Regions from separate parts of the Mus musculus genome. Here region 1 is linked to region 2. The links are chromatin contacts, called in public HiChIP or PLAC-seq maps. All regions are on one chromosome and are shown on one strand. The core of a region is the stretch at or near the end of the contact, and the rest is flanking DNA. Distances in the headings are between cores, read along the strand shown.

Evidence for each region. HiChIP or PLAC-seq counts read pairs in DNA pulled down with a chosen protein or histone mark.
Region 1: a contact with region 2 is called in an H3K4me3 HiChIP or PLAC-seq map of embryonic stem cells, with 55 read pairs. The contact joins the enhancer-like site here to the promoter of Castor1 in region 2. A contact is called at or near these places in 4 of 39 promoter capture datasets (hematopoietic stem and progenitor cells, macrophages, neutrophils and 1 more), 3 of 15 datasets of contacts at CTCF or cohesin (CD8 T cells and embryonic stem cells), 26 of 484 Hi-C or Micro-C datasets (B cells, CD4 T cells, CD4 single positive thymocytes and 14 more), 11 of 115 datasets of contacts at active chromatin or transcription factors (the 230-238 cell line, CD8 T cells, the HPC-7 cell line and 3 more) and 4 of 9 other capture datasets (adipose tissue, embryonic stem cells, liver and 1 more).

The regions. Positions count from the first base shown.
Region 1 is chr11:4,269,326-4,274,532 of GRCm38.p6, forward strand. Lif (leukemia inhibitory factor) reads left to right here. Exons shown (of 4, transcript NM_008501.2): 4 at 1-3,189. The coding sequence ends at 9. Among named protein-coding and RNA genes, the nearest start is that of Gm11958, 14 kb to the right of the region's middle. Within about 2 kb of position 2,031, at least 77 of the 459 cell types and tissues checked have an H3K27ac peak or open chromatin away from gene starts, as enhancers often do. A contact at or near this core is called in adipose tissue, cortical glia, embryonic stem cells and 2 more, where this site is marked.
Region 2 is chr11:4,214,445-4,220,034 of GRCm38.p6, forward strand. It overlaps Castor1 (cytosolic arginine sensor for mTORC1 subunit 1), which reads left to right and starts at 3,781. Exons shown (of 9, transcript NM_028022.2): 1 at 3,781-3,982; 2 at 4,504-4,574. The coding sequence starts at 3,870. It overlaps Tbc1d10a (TBC1 domain family, member 10a), which reads left to right. Exons shown (of 9, transcript NM_134023.1): 9 at 257-1,061. The coding sequence ends at 709.

The DNA of each region.
Region 1 (5,207 bases), core at 781-3,280, 53 kb after region 2:
GCCTTCTAGAGAGGAGGTCTTGAATGTACCATGGACTGAGGGACCTCAGGAGCAGGATCCGGAGGTGGGGAGGGGGCTCAAAATGTGCTGGGGTTTGGGACATTGTTAAATGCAAAACGGGGCTGCTGGCAGACCCCAGGGATTTCCAGGTACTCACTGCACTCTGGGCTGGGCCATGATGGAATCTGGCAAAGTTGAAACTTCCATAGGCAGAGCTTCTATACAGCCCAGCACCAGCTAGAAATGGCAATGAGGGTGTTGGTCTGAGAGATTTCTGTCTCACTCACTCACTCACTCACTCTCACTCACTCACTCACTCACTCACTCAGCCCCTTGCTTGCTGGGTGTATGAACAAGCTGCACAAGTTGTCTACAGCAGACAGCAAAGGGCTGGGAAGTGTCCTAGACCCCTACAGAGTCACCATCATCTGGTCCTTTGCTGTCTCTCAGAGAAACTTTGGAAGGCTTGGTTGGGATGTGAGAGAGCTAAGGGGACTGGGATCCAGAAGGAATCCTTTTATTTTATTTTATTTTATTTTATTTTATTTTATTTTATAAGTTTTGTGGGTGGAAGGGTACCCTGGGGTGGAATGATGGAATGTGTCTTCTCTTGAGTTGGATGAGAGAGTTCAGGCTTAGAGACTGTCAGATGGAAGAGTCTAGGTCACCAGTGTTCAGGCTCCCACAGAAGCACAGCGGCCAGCTTCCAGTTGTCAAAGCCTGACGAACTCGGTTAGCTTCTATGCAGTTCCCCCCACAGCCTGGCGTGGTTGGGGTCTGCCAGCTGGACCTAGAGGTGAGGTGTGTGCAGGCAGGAAGAGGCAGGCTGCAAAGGCAGGTTCCCAGAGTCCTCCCGGGGAAGGACCTCTAACTGTCTAGGAGTCAGGGAAGGAGCAAGGCAGCCAGCCATTGCTGAGGCAGTAGCCGACTGCAGCTCTCATCTGCTTCTCAACCCCTGAGAACAGGTGATCTTGAGCAGACAGACAGGTAGCATAAAGTAGAATGTCGGGTCTGAGGCCCCGGAGGTCGCAAAGGTACTTGAAGGGGACCAGAGGGCTGTCTTGGGTCCCTGGAGCATGGAGAAGCAGAACTTGAGGTCAGGGTCTCAGGGAAGATGAGGCCCAGAGTGCTGTGTTTGATCCAGCACAGCTGTCTATTTATTACTATGTCCTATTTATATTAACTTATTGGTGCTTTAAATGGCAAAGTTAATTCCCCGAAATGGTATGAGGCTCCTTCCATGGGAGCTGGGGCCGAGACTCTCCACCTAGTGGGGCCTGGTCTGGAGGCACATGATTGTTACAGGTGCAGCTCATGGGTCAAATCAGAGAGCTGGCTAGCTCCTCTGTCTCCCACTGTGACTCACTTTTAGGGTGTCAGGGTCCCCCAGAAAAAGCTGGGCCAGTTTGTCTCTCTGCTTCTGTCTCTGTCTCTCCGAGTCTGTCTCTGTCTGTCTCTGTGTCTCTGTCTCTTTGTCTCTCTCTGTCTCTGTCTCTCTCTCTCTCTCCCCGCCCCCCCCCCTTCTCCCTCTGGTCTCCAAGGGGGTGGAACAGTTTCTTGTTGTTTTGTCCCACTGAGCTCTCTGGCACCCCCTAGATTCCTGCTATGCGGTGCACCATTCATAATGAAGTGAATGGCTCTGGAACCTTGGGCAAAACTGATTCCTTCCTCAAATCGTAGCTGAGGAGTGCTGAAACATCCTGACCCGGCACCCAGCGTGCTTTCGACCAGCATGGAAGCTCCTCGGGTGGCCCGAACACCCACAGAGGGTGAATACAGGAGGTTGGAGCAGTGCAGGCCCTGAACTGGGCCTGAACAGCTGCCCAGTGCGCCAGAGAAGGGGAGATCAAGGCCCGAGACGCCTGGGACACAGACCAGGAAGCTGTGGTCCTTGCTTCATCGCTGCCTTCCCACTCCCGCCCATGTCTGGGCTCCCAGGCAGGGAATCCGATCTGATCTCTCCTTTGTGCTGAGGCCAGGCAAGCAGAGGAACGCCCTCGATCTGGGAGCAGGGTAGGGAGGAAGGCAGCCAAGCTGGGGCAGTGGCTGACTACAGAGCTAGCTGCCTGCCTCTCAGGCTCTGAACAGGGCGGTCCTTAGCAGTTCAGCAGTGGGATTCTGCTTCACGCGGTTTTGCACCTTTCTCTGTCACTCTCTAAGCACTTTACCTGGACGGCAGGTGGACAGGCCCTGGAGCTCTGGCTTAGGAAAGGCCTGGAACCATAGATGCAGCAAGGAGACTATGGTGGGGGCCACGCGTGTCAGCGACAAAGTTACTCCACCGTACTCCTGTTGCTGCGTCAGGCTCATCTCAGGACTGGCTGCCCTTCTCCAAGCTGAGAGTCAATTTGTCTAAAAGCCAAGATGATGCCACAGCCTGGGGCCTGTTGGGCTTTGTCATCACTTCACATTTGTATGGACTTGGACTCTCTGGGCTCCGCCCACCTGGCAGCTTTGAAGGCTCAGGGACCAATGGACTCTCTCCGTGCACGCCCCCGTCCCCCCAACGCAACCACCTACCTGCGTCTTACTCCATCAGTTGCCCAGCATCCCAGAACCATTGAGCCTTTGGGGAAAACAGACTTTAGGGGCAGGTAGTTGCTCACCTGACATCTTTCACCTGGAAGCATTGACTTCCACCGAGCATAGTAGGTAGTGTGTCTGGACCAGAGAAAAAGGGATGGGGCATTTTGCAGTTTATCCAGAGAGAAGCAAAGGGGCCTTTATTTATTATTTAAAACTTCAAACCTGAAAGCACTGAGAGTTTACTGGTCTGCCCCCCTCCCCCCACTCTTGTCTATTTCTGTGTCCTTGATCCCGACTCAAGCAACCCAGCTCTGCTTTGCCTGCTCTCTGGAGCAGACATGGTATGTGGGCCAGGACCCCGGAGTCTTGCATGGTAGCGGCTTCAGAAGGGAAATGATATGGCTGTCTGCATTCGGATGACTCCCCAGTCCCAGCCCAGCCTCTCCTTTGCACTGCTGCTCTCCCTCTTTCCTTTCCTTTGGAAGGGACTTGGCCTTGGGTGACAAATTCCTCTTTGATGAATGTACCCTGTGGGAATGTTTCATACTGACAGATTATTTTTATTTATTCAATGTCATATTTAAAATATTTATTTTTTATACTGAAGGAGTGTCTTTTTTTTTTAAAGAAAAAATGAAATAATAAAGAACTCATTCTTGTTGAGCCTTCTGGAGTGCATTGATTTGGTGAGGGCTTGTGGGGGAACCTCCTGTTGGGACTATAGGAGGATTGGAAGATGAGATTTCCTCCATCGGTCCAGGAGGGGTAGGAGGGTGGTATTTGGGCCCAGAAATAACAGTGAGTGGTGTTTAGAATATGAGGTGCCACTAAGAGAGGGGACCGATGGCTTCCATGGGTACTGGTGTGACATCTCACTAAGCACAACAGCCAGTTTGTTCCCGGTTAGCTGAGGAGAGAACTGAAGCCCAGAGCGAGGAACTGAATATCCAGAGTAATCTAAAATGTCGAGGTCACCCCTCCCAGTGAGAGGTGACCCCAGCTAGTCCCCAGCCCAATGGGTGTGGGCCCACTCAGCTCCCAACCCTCATGTTCTCTCTGCGTGGAGTTTCAGGGATTTGGAAATGGCGTCTGTCTGGAGCTCCGTCACCCAGGAAGGGTCCACAGGCACAGGAGCAGCATCAACATTGGTCCAGAGGCTCCTATCAGAATCACACGAGACATTGTGCCCTAAGTGGGCTAACTAAGCAGCCATGACAGCATTTCTGCAAGGCTTTTTTGGGGGGGGTACCGATGGCTCTCAGGGAGTGCTTCCTCCCACAAAGAGATGCCTTCTCCACAGCACCCTTTCTCTATTCCTTGGGGAACAATGGGGGTCAAACTGTTAGACACAGATGTGTCTGGTAGGTCCCCTAAATATCTCCTGTACTTTGCTCTGGGGTTTGAATCTTGGGCTCCCCCTGAGAGATTCATTATGGAAAGCAGAGCAGAGTTTCTGCATCTATGAATTGGTACACAAATGTGTATCTTGGTTGTTGCCTGGAGGCAATGGCTAACCCTTCTGAGAAGATACCAATGATGGAAAGCTTTTTAGGCATTGGTAAGTCCAAGGCAGGAGGTTACAGAATCATCGGGCAGGCATCTTCAGCCAGCATCTCATCTTCTCTCTGCCAGGATAGGACTGACTGCCTCCCACTTCTCCAGCTCTGCTTAGTATGGGCTTCGCAGGGAGCTGGTGAGGAATGTGGAGTCCCAGTGTCTTGCCTCAGTGATGAGAGGCTGCAGCTTCAAAAACCAGCCAGACTCCCTGGGCATCTGTGGATATGTGGAGTGAGAGGAAGGCTACCCTCACCAGCCCCTCATGACATCACCCACTAACCCAGCAAAGTGGCCTGGGCCTGGCGACCAACATCGGGAAAGGTTCTGAACATCCCCTTGCTGGAAGCCCACGTGTCCTTTCCTCCTGCGGGCAGATGAGTGCTGCCCCGCCCAAACAGGCCCTTATCCATCCTTAAACCTTATCTACAGTTCAGGGAAGAGCAGATTGAAGATGCTTAGAAGCACAGTCAGGAGCTGCAGGGGTGTGGACCTAAGGCAGCCTCTGGGGTTGGTTTCTCACCCAGGGCTTTGGTTCTTGGGTTGAATCCACCACCTGCCTGCCCTCTGGGAGAGGCCCTGGCCTGGCCTGATGGAACAATGGACTATTAAAGGCCATTAGGTCACACTGAGAGTACTGTGACAATCACTGTGTGATAGGAAGAAGCGGTGGTGGGCCTGCTGTGCTGGGAAAGGTTGGCTGGGGTCCTTGCCTCTCTCCATCACCGTTTATCTCTCAATCTATGAACCTGTGAGAGCAATCAGAGAGGAGAGCGGCCCTCTTTACTTAAAGTGGTGCCCGAGGGAGCTAAGGGACAGAAAGACAGAGATGTCATGTGAATTGCATGTCTCGCCTGGCCTAGCTTGTTTAGCCAAGGATGGCAGGGACAGGAAGCAGGGTGAATGTCACAGCCCAGCTGCCTGCTTTGCTGTGAGAGTCTCATGGCTCCCTGATGGTTGTGGAAGGGAAGGTTCTGCTAACTCTGAGTCCAAAGGATGCCAGGGACAATCTGGAGAAGGTCAACCAATATCCCAACAATTGCTTCCCTGATGGTAACTGAGACCCAGGTCCTCAGGACCGGATCACAAAGGCCTCATGCTCTTAGGTACATGATGGAGCTGTGGGA
Region 2 (5,590 bases), core at 2,531-5,030:
CCTAGTCAGTAGGTGACATACTGGCTAAGAGTGGGGTTGCCCATGTCAGCTCTGCCCTGCCTCCTGTCCTAGATGTAAGGAGAGAGGGGTGTGTGGGCTATAGGTAGTGTCTCTTCTGAGACCGTGGCTCTCATGTTTGGCACTCAGACCACAATGATATCTTCCCTTTAGCAGACAGGTAAGGGAAGCTGGTGGGCAGGAAAGCAGAGGGGAAGGTCATCCTTCCGGTGCTCACCTGCTCCTCATTGCCCCAAAGGTGATAGAGCTGCCTGTGACGGAGCGCCAGATTGAGCGGGAGCACCTCATCCAGCTGCGGCGCTGGCAAGAGACGCGTGGTGAGCTGGAGTGCCGCTCTCTGCCCAGGATGCATGGTGCCAAAGCCATCCTGGATGCAGAGCCTGGTCCCAGGCCTGCCCTGCAACCTTCACCTTCCATCCGCCTACCGCCAGATGCAGCCCTCCTCAGCTCCAAGGCTAAGCCGCACAAGCAGGCCCAGAAGGAGCAGAAGCGGACAAAGACCAGTGCGCAACTGGACAAGTCCCCAGGCCTCAGTCAAGCCACAGTGGTGACTGCTGCAGGAGATGCATGTCCTCCTCAGGGTGTGTCCCCAAAGGACCCGGTCCCCCAGGACCCTACTCCTCAGAACTTAGCCTGCCACCATTCCCAGGAGAGCCTGACCTCCCAGGAGAGTGAGGACACCTACTTGTAACCCCGGGAGCTCAGGCCTCCGCGGGGGTCTTCTCACGTCTTACACGGTTCAAAGACTGACAACACTCCAGGTCCTCTGCGCCTGAGGAGCCAACTGCTTGGCCCGTGGGCTGGGATAGGATCTGGCTGGTCCAGTACAGAGTCTGCCTGGGCCTCCTTATTTATTTTCTCTTGAGTTGAGCTGGTCCAGCCAGCACAGGCAGAAGCTGTGGCCAAAGGGGTTGGGTCTCAGCCCCATCCTTCTGGGGAGATGTTACCCAGGGGTAGGGTGCTGGCATGCGGGGAGGCGGTGGGGTACTCTTTGTGTAAAATAGATATATGGTTTTGTACGGAAATAAACAGGCTTGTGTATAGAGCTGTGTATAGTTAGGACCCAAAGGGCTATCGCCCTTCATCCCGGGAGCCCCCCTGAAACATACAGGAGCACGGAGTCCAGAGCCAATTACTGTTCTTGGCTCTTCTCTCTCGACCCATCTTTCTTCCATGTTCACCTCTACACAGAAGAGTCAGTCCAGGCTAAAGCCCACCACTGGGCAGAACAGGAAATAGTCCCCAAGGCCTTGCTCTGTGCTTCTTTATTGGGGATTGGGGGTAAGATCCTGAAGAGGTAGCTAAAGGCTCCAAGGCCAGACCTAGATGCTGACCATAGCAGGGAGTAGGGAGAAACAGACTTGGAGGAGCTTCCAGGCGTTGCCTGGGCCTAGGCTGCATTGTCCTGGTACAGCTGGGAATACTGAGTCTGGAGAGGCGAATGGTTACCTGAGGTTCAGGGCAGCTTCACATTCTCTGCCTCCTGCTTCTCAGCCCTGTGGCTCTCCACTCTGTCCACACTTGCCGTGGTGAGATGAGGAGCTCACTTAAGACCCCAGTTAACTTGTGAGCACTCACACAGTATCAGGGGCTGCCGCCAGGGCAAGGTACTGCAGGCGCCTGACACAAGCCTCCACCAAAGAAAGACAGGTGAGGGGAGAAGTGGGCCTCCTTGATAAAGCGCTACTTTCTGTTGGCTGACACGGTCCACATGCCAGGCTGGGCTTGTGTCTGACATAAGAGGAGTTCAATGTCCTCCTCCTCCAAGTGCCACATTTGCACCCAAGCCCCTCACCCAAGTGAGCAGAGGGCGGTGGAGGGTCAGGCAGGTGCTCAGCTACAACCTGATAGTTGGCGGTGAGGAGAACAGGGTGTCCCTGGGAGAGGCCCCCCTTCTGCTGAGGAAGCAGCTTTTCTAGTCAAACAATAGTGGTTGTTCCTGGCCTGAGACCAAGCTGGGCCAGACCATAGCAGGGGACAGGGAGGGAGGGACAGACTCACAGGGAGCTTTTAGGCATTGCCTGGGCCTAGCACGTGTTGTCCTGGTACAACTGGGGAGACTGAGGCTAGAAAGGCAAACGGTTACCAGAGACTCTGGGCAGCTTGCACACTCTCCACCTCCTGCCTCTCACTCCTGTGGTTTCCTACTCTGTTCACACTTGCTGTGGTGAAATGGGCTCAGCCTTTGAAAAGCACCCCCCAACCCCCTTAGTTCTCCAGGGGACAGGCCAGGATGTGACGGCTGCACACTGTTCCATGAGAATTATCTGGAGCTAGCAAAGCCAGGAACAGGACTGAGCCCAGCTTCCTTCTGCCTGTGATGCAGGGTCTGGAGCATCAAGTCCTGCGTGGGCCTGTTGGGTCTTGATCACACCCAAGGCCTGCTTTAAACTACCTTGTTTAAAGCCTCCAACCTGAAGCCGAGTGTCTGGGCCAAACAAGGGCCCTTTGGAGCATGCCCCATCCTGCCGTGAAATCAACCTGTGCTTGCTCGTTTCTGCTCAGCCTTGGGGTTTTCTTAAACCTTGATCACTGGGGTGTCTGCCAGTGCTTAGGGGCCTTCTTGGATCTGTAGCTAATTTAGATGTGTTCAGGCCAGTTGAGTTCTGCAAATGATGAGACGCTTTAAGAAAACTTCAACAGGGAGGTCTCTGGTTTGATACCCAGGGAACCTCAAATACTATGGCCTGTCCCCTCAGTGTCTGAGCCCTGGGCATTCTCACTTCAGGTACTTAGGGTTGTCCCTGGAATAAGATTCAGAATCTAGGGGTAAGGGCTGGAGAGATGGCTCAGCAGTTAAGAGCACTGACTGCTCTTCCGAAGGTCCCGAGTTCAAATCCCAGCAACCACGTGGTTCACAACCATCCGAAATGAGATCTGATACCCTCTTCTGGTGTGCCTGAAGACACAGTATACTTACATATAATAAATAAAATTTAAAAAAAGATTCAGAGTCCATAGTATGTTGCTTAGACAGGAGAGGAGGACCCTTTTTCGGTTCCTCCCCTCAGTGGGGAGCATTCTATTTCAGAAGTTGTTTGACTAAAAACTGCCACACCGGCCAGGTTTTGCTGGTCGAAACAACAACAAGATAGGGTTGCAGTACTATCAAACCAACCTTGGGCACCCCATTCTTAGGGATCTTTAGTCCTTACTGTCCTTGTCAGCTCTGCAGTCCCTGCCCCCTACCCCCGGCAATAAAAGGAAGATAGGCTCCAACTCAGCTGTTCCGCGGGTCTCCAGCCTAACCTCCCCACTCCGGAGATTTATGGACAGCTCTGGCCCCAACAGAGCTCCAGCCCGGCTTCCAGCCTTCCTACAGTCCAGACAGGGTTTTTCTGTGTAGTTCTAGCTGTCCTGGAAGTCACTCTGTAGACTAGTCTGGCCTCGAACTCACAGAGATCTGCCTGCCTCTGCCTCCCTAGTGCTGGGATTAAAGATACACACTTACCACCGCCAGGCTCTGCGTTTTAGTGGCTTTAACCATAAAGCCCACGTGCGAGCCTGGAGGATAGACAGGGAGGGGACCAGGAGCTTCCAGCACGTTCCCAAACCCAACACAGCGGGCGTCCAGCGGAAAGGGCGTGTCTGGGGCGTGTCCTTGAAGGACTCAGATGGGTGAGGGCTAGAAGAGTGGCTTTGGCAGAGTTTGAAGGCAGCCCGCAGCGCCCGGTAGGCAGGGCTCAGGAGGAGGCGTGGCCACTTCACAGTGGCTGTGGGGCGTGGCCGCCGAAGTGTGGATCCCTGGCTGGGCGGACCGGTAGCGGGCGGTGCTTCTTTAAGCCCGGCGCCACCGCATCGCCTCCTGCCTAGGTCTCGCTGGCGGCCAGGCCGGGGCTGCCGTATCTGCGATGGAACTTCACATCCTAGAGCACCGGGTGCGAGTACTGAGCATTGCCCGTCCGGGCCTCTGGCTCTACACCCACCCGCTCATCAAGCTGCTCTTCCTGCCCTGTCGCAGTCGGTGCGCACCCGGGTTCACGAGCGCAGGTCGGGCGGGTGGAGGCTCCTCTGCCCCTCTGGGCCAGGGGCGGAGGACTAGAGTCGCCGCGAAGCAGCGGGTACCGGGTGGGGACGCTAGCCACTCTGGCCATCATCCAGCCTGGGCCTTACCCTTTCTGCGACGCCGCCTATCCGGCCCGGAGGGCCCCGCTCCCAGGGCTTGTCAAGGTGCAAACTGCCTGGAGTAGGCAGTGTAGTGGGGGCATGTGTTCCTTGGCAGGCTGTAGCCCCTTTCTAGTCTCCTCACGTTAACTTTTGAGAGTTGTCCAGGGGGACCCAAAGCCTTCCACTTCTGTGGAATGGAGGGGAGATCCCAAATATGGGATCTAGACTCATTGATCCAAGGAAGAGAGTGAGGCCCGAGTGCGGGTCCGGAAGGCTCCTGGTGGGGGGTCCTTTAGTGCTGCTGGAGCAGACTTCATTTGCTGTCTCCATTCCATTCACTCTAGGCTGAAAGTCTTCCCACCCCTTCCCTCCTCCTAGGTGCAAGTTCTTCAGCCTGACTGAGACTCCGGAAGATTACACTCTCATGGTGGATGAGGAGGGCTTTAAAGGTCGGAACTGGTTCCTTGTTTGCCTCTAAGCAGTATTCTTACTAAGTTTAGGGATCCAGCTTCCCAGAGAGCTTAGACCCCAAAGGAATATAGGTCCGGGTTCAAACCTTCCATCACTCACTGAAGTACTGTGTGGGATGGAGTCGTGACCGTTTGACAAAATTTGTGAGAGTTTTATAAACGTAAAACCCACACGGAGCTGAATATGAGTCCCAGGCCAGCACAGGTGGCCATGGTGTCTCACAGTTTTAGGGGAAAATAAAGGGGTTCCTGCAGCTGTTTTACCCTGAACATTATTTCTTCTTGGACTTGTCTCCCCAGTGGAAAGCAGCCCCTCCCTTACTGGCTTGGGAAGCCTAGGCGGCTGAGAGTTAGGGAAGGAATGCAGGGGCAGGCAGCAAGCCCAGAGCAGGGTCCAGGGCCTCCTGGCTGAGTCTGAGTGAACAACAGCTACCCTGGCCCTTGTCCCTGTTCAGGACTGGGACCGGGGAAATGACTTCTGGCTTCCATGTCTGCCTGCTTGCCCCATCCTCTAAGGCCTGGAGTCTCAAGCTAGCCACCTAGAGTTTGGCTGAGCCTCCCTCCCTAAGGACTTAGATTCCCTGTTCTGTAGGGAAATCTGTCTGCAAGGGAGCTTTCCCATCAGTTGGTCACTGGGTGCCCTCTGGTGGTGCTTTGAAGCCCATGAAGTCCATTTTGCAGATAGGAAACAGACTAAATGGTGTTTGTAATCCCAGCACATAGGAGGCTGTGGCAATAAGATCAGTTTAAGTTAAATCTCAGCTTAATCTACATTGTAAAGGCGCTGTCTCAAAGCAAACAAAACGCCCCAAAACACACTTGTCTCACACAGCAAAATGGTGTAAAAAGAAAAAAGAAAAAGAAAAATCTGGGCCTTGAATCTAGTTGTGAGTTTGGAGTAGTAATGCTCACTGAGAATGCTCGCATGATGCACACCAAGGTAGAAACGATAGGAACCGGCCCTGAGCTCTGAGTCTGTCAGGAAACAGATCTGA